Regions from separate parts of the Pan troglodytes genome. Here region 2 is linked to region 1. The links are chromatin contacts, called in public Hi-C maps. All regions are on one chromosome and are shown on one strand. The core of a region is the stretch at or near the end of the contact, and the rest is flanking DNA. Distances in the headings are between cores, read along the strand shown.

Region 1 (4,474 bases), core at 1,260-3,759:
CCATGCCTCTCCCTGCAGGAGTTAACAAGTGCCCAGCCGGGGCTCTCTGCCGCACCTTTGAGTCCTACTTCCCCACTCCAGCTGCCCTTTGTGAAGGCCTCTGGAGTCACTCATACAAGGTCAGCAACTACAGCCGAGGGAGCGGCCGCTGCATCCAGATGTGGTTTGACTCAGCCCAGGGCAACCCCAACGAGGAAGTGGCGAGGTTCTATGCTGCAGCCATGCATGTGAATGCTGGTGAGATGCTTCATGGGATTGGGGGTCTCCTGCTCAGTCTGGCCCTGATGCTGCAACTCTGGCTCCTTGGCTGAGTTCAGTCCTCCCAGACTACCTGCCCTCAGCTTGGATAACCAGGCTGGGCTCAGCTCAGCTCCCACAAATGACAGCCCCTTAAGCATGCTTCTATTAGTCACCTAACCCTCTGTCACCCAGTCTGTTGCTGCTCCATGGTGGGGCCAAGAGTCACTTCTAATAAACAGACTGATACATCCATGTCTGTGGAATTCTTTTGGTTGTGAGTTTGTGGGTGGGTGGGAGACAGATTCTACGGCTTCTGGATTCCTTCAAATTAGAGCAACTAGACCTGTGTTTGAATCCCAGCTCTGCTACTTTGTGAAAATGAAACAGTTGCTTCACTGCTCTAAACCTTTGTTTCCTTCTGGATAAAAAGATAATAGTCCTGCCCTCAGGCTTGTGAAATATACAGGAGCTGTTGCCTAGAAAGCCCGTGAGCCCAGTGTCTGCACATTAATAGTCTTCAGGGATCCTGTTGCTCCTGTTGCCCCAAGTGGGAGCCAGGTCCTGAGCTTATTTGTCTCGGTCCCCAAACAGCCTCCTGGTCCTCCAGCCCTTGTCTGCCTGGCTCTGTGCTCGGCTCTGTAACAGGAAAGCTGGGAATGGGAGTCCAGGAAAGGATTCAGATTGCCAGTGGGATGAAAAAAATTCACAGTGGGATGAAAAAAACGTGATGCACATTGAAGGAGCAGAGTTGGGGCCTGGGACTCTCAGAGGAAAAACAGAGCCAATTGGAGAGGGCAGTGTAGGGGGTTTCTGGAGTGGAATACTCAAGAGCCTGGAACTGGTTCAGCGCTTTGGTGTCCTGGAGGTGTGGCTGGAAGAGTTAGAAACCCTTAAGGGCTTCCCGGGGTCAGGAGCCTCTGGCACCTTTGTCTCCTCCTGGGATTGGTAGATATGCCTATCTTGAGGGGGTTGCTCTGTCTTTGCAAAGCCCTCAAGGGCTTCCCGGGGTCAGGAGCCTCTGGCACCTTTGTCTCCTCCTGGGATTGGTAGATATGCCTATCTTGAGGGGGTTGCTCTGTCTTTGCAAAGCCCTCGGGAGCTGGGCCTAAGTTATCTCTGGGTCTCCCAACACCCCTTTCCCTTTGGATAAGTCTTTGTTTGCACACTCCTACTACAACTGTCCCCAGAGAGGCCCAGGTAAGTCTCTGAGAACACCCTGCAGGTAGGTGGCCCAGCTAGGACTAGAACCCAGGTGTGCAGACTCCCAGTCCAGGTCTCTCCCCCACTACCAAGGATTCCCCTCACATCAGGCTCATCTTTTCTTATACTAAAAGGTGGCTGATGAGGAAGGTGGCACAGATTGTAGGATGAGTTATTGGGTTCTGGAGGCACTGTTGGGTGGGTGGGTGGATCTCTTAGTTATTATATTTATCTAGTGTGGAAGGCACCACAGAGCCCCTTCCACGTCCCAGGCTCTGCTCCAGCTGGGTTAAGTCAATGCATATTTGAAATAGAGGAAGGAGCTCGAGGGACTGACCCGGGCTCCGTCAACAGGTTCAACGTAGCAAAGTGAAAGTTCTCTCCCAGGTTAAAGGGATTCTCCCACGGCGGCCCGGGAGATGGTGGCGGCGGGCGCCCGGCTGGAGGCCTGCGCCTTTAAGGAGCCAGGGGGCGGAGGGGCGGGGCAGGAAGACGACTCCCCGGAGACGCCGCCACCGGCTAGGTCTTTTTTTGGGAGGGGGCGGGCCAGACCCTTTTATGGGCTCCGCCCCCTTTGCGGCGGCCGCGTCCCCCTTCCGCCCTCGGCTGGAGGGGAGGGAGCTAGGGGGGCGTTGAAGCGGACCCCGTCTGGGAGCTCCCCGCTGGGCGTCCGGCCCGCGGAGGCGCGAGTTTGCTGACACGGAGGGAGCCGCTGGGGCGGGGGCGAGTGCTAATAATACCCGTTCGTTCCGCAGCCGCGCTTTACAGTTTACACAGCTGTCACCTTCGTTTCTCCTTAATTAATAATAAAAATAGCCGCCGTTCGGGAGCGCGGGCTGGGCGCCAGGCCCGGTGCCGAGCGCGGTACGAGCTCGGCCCCCAGAGCCGGCCCTCGCCACAGGATCCCCATTTTCCAGAGCGGGAAGCCGAGGCTCAACCCCGCGCCGCGACTTGCCCGAGGTCACCCAGTGGGCCAGCGGCTCCGGGACCGAGGCGCGGGGCGGGGTGAGGCGAGGCGCGGTGCTGCCCCCGGCTCCCCGGGGCGGCGCGGGGCGGGGCGGGCGGCGCGGAGGGCGGGGGCGCGCGCGGATGGCCATCTTAAGTGGCCGCCTGGAGCCCAGGGCCGCTGTCCGGGGAAGGGGGCGCCGGAGCAGCCCGGGAGGTGGGGGTCTGCGTGCGGCGGCCGGGATCCCGGGAGGGAACTTTCTACTAGACGGGCCAGGGATCCTCCTGGCTTCGGACTGCTGAACCCCCTCAAGGCCCGGCCTGCGGGTGTGGGGGGTGGTGCTGGGGAACTTGGCCGAGAGGGGGAAGGGCTCTGCGGGGCTGGGAGGGGCTGCGTGAGAGGCTCGAGAACGTCGCACCTCGTCTGGGCCCCCCGCCAGAGTAAGAATCTTCAGAAGCCTGGTTAGCCAGGGGATCTCCCCGCAGGCTTTGCCGGGGGACGGTCCCCGTGGAGTTGGGGGTTCAGATCTAAGAGGGGCCTGCATTTCGCGGGAGTTGGGGGCCCTGCCCGCCTGGGTGGAGGGAAGAGGATGGGTAGGGGGTGGTCCTGGATCCTTCGCAGGTTTGGGGAACTCGATGCAGCCAAGCTGTACGGGGGACGAGAGGAAGAGCCATGGAGTGGAATCAGACCTTTATGGGGCTTAGGGGTCATATCATTGGGAGAACGGAGAAGCGCTGAATTCTCCAGGGGGTGCCTGGATCCCGAAGTGTCGGGGCCAGGATGGGGGGACTCGGATTTCGATGGGGGTTTGGGGACTGGATCTCCTCGGGTGAATGATGGGGGCAGGATCATTGTGGGGTCTGGGAGGTCCCGGGCCCTTCGGGAAGGTGGGGGCACCGTCCCCGCAGGAGGAGCTGGGGGCAGGGGCGGCCCGGGCTGCGGGCCGAGCGGAGGGGGAGGGGGCGGCAGCCGGCCCTGCGCTCCGCTCCTGCCCCTCCCCCGCCGCCTCTGAACAAACTTTTCTTTCTCTTCAAGTTGAGGCCGGCGCTGCAGGCAGCGGCGGCTGCGCGGTGAACGAGGCGGCCTGCGCGGCGGAGTGCTGAGTCCCGATCCCCGGCTCTGTCCGGCCCACGGATCCTCAAGCCCGGGCCCCGGGCCCGGCCCCAGCCTGAGCCCTGAGCGTCTCGGGGCGGATGGCGCGGGGCGGCGGGGGCGGGCAGTGCTGAGCCCTGCGCGGGCCATGGCCTCGGCCTGCGGGGCGCCGGGCCCGGGGGGCGCCCTGGGCAGCCAGGCCCCCTCCTGGTACCACCGCGACCTGAGCCGGGCGGCCGCGGAAGAGCTGCTGGCCCGGGCGGGCCGCGATGGCAGCTTCCTGGTCCGAGACAGCGAGAGCGTGGCGGGGGCCTTCGCGCTCTGCGTCCTGTGAGTGGGGCGGGGGCTCCTTGCGGGCTGGCGTGGACCGGGAGCGCGGGCACGGCCGGGTGTGGAAAGGGCCCGGGTGAGGGTGCCTGGGGCGGTGGGACGCCAGACCCGCCTCCACCCCCCAGAGTGGGAGCCTTGGCTTTCTCCTGGGTCTGAGGAGGGACGCAGGGGCACTTCCTGCTGTGTGTCTGGGGGCACTTTCAGGAGCCTTGAGGGTAGAGAATATGGGGTTCTGTGGCCTAGTGTGACTGCGATGACGAAAAATTCGGGCATTCCCCCGCAGACCCCTTCAGGCATCCTCCAGGTAGAAGGGAGCAGGGGAGAGGATGTGCATTCCACGTTGTGTGCAGTCCCGTTTGGATAGGGACTGAGTGGTGAGCAGGAGAGGGAGTCGGGGCAGAGGGACTGACGGGGTGTGTGGGGATGCCTGGCAGCTTCCTTAGGGCCCCTCTCGGTGCTTTGGGGTTCTGCCTGGCCGTGTATGGGTGGTGGGGGCGGTGATGGGTGGTGTAGAGAGGAAGGCTTGGGGAAGCAGAGGCTGAGGGTGTATGGGACCTTGCCATTATTTCTGAACCAATGAGTGAGTGTTTGAGCCCTGGCTCTGGGCTTGAGCCCTGGTTACCTGGCTGCCCTAGCCCTGAGCTATGAGTGCTGAGAGCAGAGCCA
Region 2 (4,474 bases), core at 1,056-3,555, 190 kb after region 1:
CTAGGAGTGTAATGCAGCTGCCAAGAAAGCCAATGCAAGGTCGGGCCATATTAATAGAAGTATAAAATCTCTAACAAAGGGGATGGTTGCCCTGCTCCTCACAATAATGGTCATGCCACACTGGAATTCAGAGAGGGCACCAAAACTTTCTAGCTGTTTCATTTTAAAATGACTAGGATGAGGAGGAGACTTGAAACCACAGTTTAGGGAACCAAGGCTCATATAGCTTGGAGCTCTGTCTCCTAAGAGTTAAAAATCTGGAACAGGAAAAGGAAGCCATGTAGTCCTAGAAGACAGAGCTGGGACCAAGTGAGGGGAGTTGCAAAGGGAGCTAACACATAATGACAGCCCATCATATGCCAAGTGCTATGCCAGGTGCTTTCACACTATTGCTTCAGAGCTCATCAGAAGATAAAACTGTTTTCTACTACTAATTACAAATTGTCTTTACTTACATTACTCCAACTGCCCAGAAAGTCTTTCTGCAAAGCTCCTTGTATACAAATACAACCTATCTCCAGACCCAAACTAAAGGCCACCTTGTCTGTGAAGCCCTAACTTTTCACCTGTACTAACTACAATTCTCTTACCAGACCGCAAGTTCCTTGAAAGACAAAGGTCATCACGATACATTTTTCTCCTCCTCAATACCTAATAAGAAATTGCTCATAACAGGCCTTAAGAATGAATAAATGCCAAAGAATGGCTGGGCGCGGTGGCTCACACCTGTAATCTCAGCACTTTGGGAGGCTGAGGCAGGCAGATCACCTGAGGTCAGGAGTTCGAGACAAGCCTGGCCAACACAGTGAAACCCCGTCTCTACCAAAAATACAAAAATTAGCCAGGCATGGTGGCACGTGCCTGTAATCCCAGCTACTTGGGAGGCTGAGGCAGAAGAATCGCTTGAACCCAGGAGGCAGAGGTTGGATTGAGCCAAGATCGTGCCACTGCATTCCAGCCTGGATGACAGAGCAAGACTCCGTCTCAAAAAAAAAAAAAAAAAAAAGAATGAATAAATGCCAAAGAAGATACAGAAATGGCCAATAAGCACATAAAAAGATGCTCACATCATTAGCCAATAGGGAAATGCAAATCAAAACGACAATGAGATACCACTCCACACACACTAGGTTTGCTGTAAGTGATGACAACACTGATGACAGCAATTGTTGGTGAGGATGTGGAAAAGGTAGAACCCTCACACGTTGCTTTTGGGAATGTAAAATGGTGAAGCCACCCTGGAAAATGGTTGGGCAGTTCCTCAAAATGTTAAATGTACAGTTACTCTATGGCCCAGCAATTCCACTCCTAGGTATACACTGAAGAGACATGAAAACATACATTCACATAGAAATCTGTACACAAATGTTCACAGCAGCATTATTCACAATAGCTAAAAAGTGGAAACACAAATGTCCATCAACTGACAAATGACATCCTGTATGGATGTACATCCAATAAAATGTAGTACATCCATACAGGGAATATTATTCAGCCACAAAAAGGAATAAAGTACTGATATATGCTACAACATAGATGAACCTTGAAAACATTAAGCTCAGTGAAAGAAGCCAGACACAAAAGGCCACATATTGTATAATTCCATTTATATGAAATGTTCAGAACAGGCAAATCCAGAAACAGAAAGCAGATTAGTGGTTGCAACATCTAGGGGGAGAGGAGAATGGGGAGTAACTACTATTGGAACCAGAGTTTTCTGAGGGTCCGGGGTGGGGTGGGAGAGTGATAAAACATTCTGGAATTAGTGGTGCTGGTTGCACAATCTTATAAATGTTCTAAAATCCACTAAATTGTATATTTTTAAAGGTTGAATTTTATGGTATGTGAATTATACCTCAAAAGAAAAAAGAATGAATGTATATTCAGTCAGAATCTGCCTATTCTTCAGGAGGCAGAGAGTGCCTCATACCTAGAGGCACCCAAAGAGGGCTGGATGTTGACCATCAGAGAAGCTAAAGTGGGGACCTGAATACTGGAAAGGAAATGAGGCTGGAGACAAAAGTGCCTAAGATCCTGTCTGACCCATCTAGGAGTTGTGACTGAGCCCCTGATGTGTCCTGGGAAGGATCCTGCCCCTCCCCACCCCTGCTGGACTCTTGAGCCCTTGGGAATTCCGGGGGCCTCCCTCAATTGTTTGTGCTTTACATCCTGCCCCAGTACACTGTCCATCTGCAAAGGCTGGTCAAACACACAGGCTTCGCAGGAGGCCTGGGTGCTATCCCTTCAAACAAAAGGGCATTGAGATGGAAGCCTCAGCCCAGCCTCAAAGAGGATTCTTATGCAGCCTTCCTGAGCCTTCCATCCACATGAATGGAGGATCCTGGAGACCAGTCAGCCTGCCCAGCTGCTGCCTAGGGCTGTGCTCTCCTGCTGGTTAGCCTTTGGAGAATAAACAAGGTTTCTATCAACCAATCAATCAACGGGCCAGACTCCATCTGTACTGTGTGTCTTCTGAGTGCCAGCCAGCCTTGTGTGACTTACTACGGTGAAGGCAGGAGAAGGAGGTGCCATATACCTTGCTGTGACAGGGCTCACAGCCTAGGTCAGGAGAAATATATAAGAAGCAACTGAAGAGAAAAGTGAAGAGATGAATCAGTAAACATGACACAGCAATGGTGTGAGGCAGGTCAATTATCATCCCTACTTTGCAGATGAAGAATCTAAGGTTAAAGAGGTTAGACAACTTTTCCAAGGTCAGAGAACTAACCAATGGTCACAGCCGGGATTCAAGCCTTGTTTTGTCAGACTCCAAAGTCCTCACCACTGCTTCCTGCTAATGATAAGAAATCCACTTGAAGGCCAGGTGCAGTGGCTCATGCCTGTAATCCCAGCACTTTGGGAGGCTGAGGCGGGAGGATCACGAGGTCAGGAGTTCAAGACCAGCCTGGCCAACATGGCGAAACCCCGTCTCTACTAAAAATACAAAAATTAGCCAGGTGTGGTGGCACACACCTGTAATCCCAGCTACTCTGGAGGCTGAGCCAGGAGAATCGCTTGAACCCAGGAGTCAGAGGTTGCAATGAGCTGAGATCGAACCACTGCACTCCACCCTGGTGACAGAGTGAGACTCCATCTCCAAAAAAAAAGAAAAGAAAAGAAATCCACTTGTATCTGCATCCATTGACAGAATCACAAGGAGAGGAGGACTGATTGCCTTAGAAGGACTTTGGGCCTAGGGCTCTTGCTCAGAAGGGAGGAACACAAAGGAGGCAGGACATAGTAGAGCCTCAAAGTTCAGAAACTGAAATTTTCTGAGGTTTTTTCAAAAAGGCAGAGACAGAACAGGAAGTACAAGGCAAGCAGCTTAAGTGAATATTAGAAGCCCAGTAACACACTGGCTTGATTGTTTTCAATATTCTTAGATTCATCTCTGTTCCTCAGTTTCCAGGAAAATTCCTTGGGAGAAAAATTCCAGTTGGTTCTGGCGGTGCTGACATGAATTGCGTTATGATTTTGATTAAGCTGGGATTTTAGAGGAGAGATAGCACTTGGGCGACAGAAATGATGGTAGGGAGGCAGAGCCTGACAATTGCCCCTGCTGTTAGGCCCTGAGCGATTACAGCTTTGTGGCCTACACTGCCTCAAGAGGCAGGACCATGCCCAAGATGATGCCTGGCACATACAAGCAGGAAGGCACTCACATTAGTTCCTCATGTTCCTCAGCCATCAGAATGGCTGCTGATCATACTGATCACCTCTCAACCCATCTCAGCTGCCACTGCCGTAAAAATAAAGACAAAGCTTCTTCATGTGGCCTCTGATGCCCTGTAGGGTCTGCTTGTTCTAGGCTCCTGGCACCTTCCTCTAGCTGGAGTACCATTGGCCTTTTTCAGTCCTTCACACTGGCCTGGCTTCCTCCTCCCGCAGGATTCTTGTAAATAAAAGTTCCTTGTGCTAGAGAGCTCTTCCCAACCTTTTCCACCTAGATAAACTCTTCCTTATCCTTCAATTCCAAGCTCAAGCTTCCTTTGACCAGGGGAAATCTGGCTGTCACAGGCTCTCCTGATTCTCTGTGTCCTTCCTTTGCAGCATTTGTACTAGTTGTCATTTCGCATTTGTAGGATTCACGTCTGACAAGGCTTTGAGCTCCATGAGGCAAATCCTGTACATGTCTGACTACTGATCTACCAAGCACAGTGCCACACATAGTAGGCACTATTTGTTTAATGAATAAACGATTGAACTACTTCATTTTTGTTTGTCCTCTGTCTACAGGTTTATTATGACTGTAATAGCTATACAGTTTGCTTAATTTTTATCATTTACAAAACACTTTTAGCCAGGCATAGTGGCTCACACCTGTAATCCCAGCACTTTGGGAGACCAAGGCAGGAGGACTGCTTGAGCCCAGGAGTTCAAGACCAGCCTGTGCAACATGATGAGATCTTGTCTCAATTAAATAAACAAACAAACAAAAACACAAAACGCTTTCAATGGCTGGGCATGGTGGCTC

The links. A called contact is a pair of places that touch in the nucleus more often than the background predicts.
Region 2: a Hi-C map of stem cell-derived neural progenitor cells shows a contact between it and region 1, with 3 times the contacts expected there. The contact joins the enhancer-like site here to the promoter of INPPL1 in region 1. A contact is called at or near these places in 1 of 7 Hi-C or Micro-C datasets (stem cell-derived neural progenitor cells) and 1 of 1 datasets of contacts at active chromatin or transcription factors (stem cell-derived excitatory neurons).

The regions. Positions count from the first base shown.
Region 1 is chr9:74,254,987-74,259,460 of NHGRI_mPanTro3-v2.0_pri, forward strand. It overlaps INPPL1 (inositol polyphosphate phosphatase like 1), which reads left to right and starts at 2,510. Exons shown (of 29, transcript XM_063784305.1): 1 at 2,510-2,602; 2 at 3,422-3,808. FOLR2 (folate receptor beta) reads left to right here. Exons shown (of 5, transcript XM_024347329.2): 5 at 19-492. The coding sequence ends at 311.
Region 2 is chr9:74,448,691-74,453,164 of NHGRI_mPanTro3-v2.0_pri, forward strand. The region is part of intron 2 of CLPB (ClpB family mitochondrial disaggregase); the gene reads right to left. Among named protein-coding and RNA genes, the nearest start is that of CLPB, 20 kb to the right of the region's middle. Within about 2 kb of position 2,306, at least 11 of the 24 cell types and tissues checked have an H3K27ac peak or open chromatin away from gene starts, as enhancers often do. A contact at or near this core is called in stem cell-derived neural progenitor cells, where this site is marked.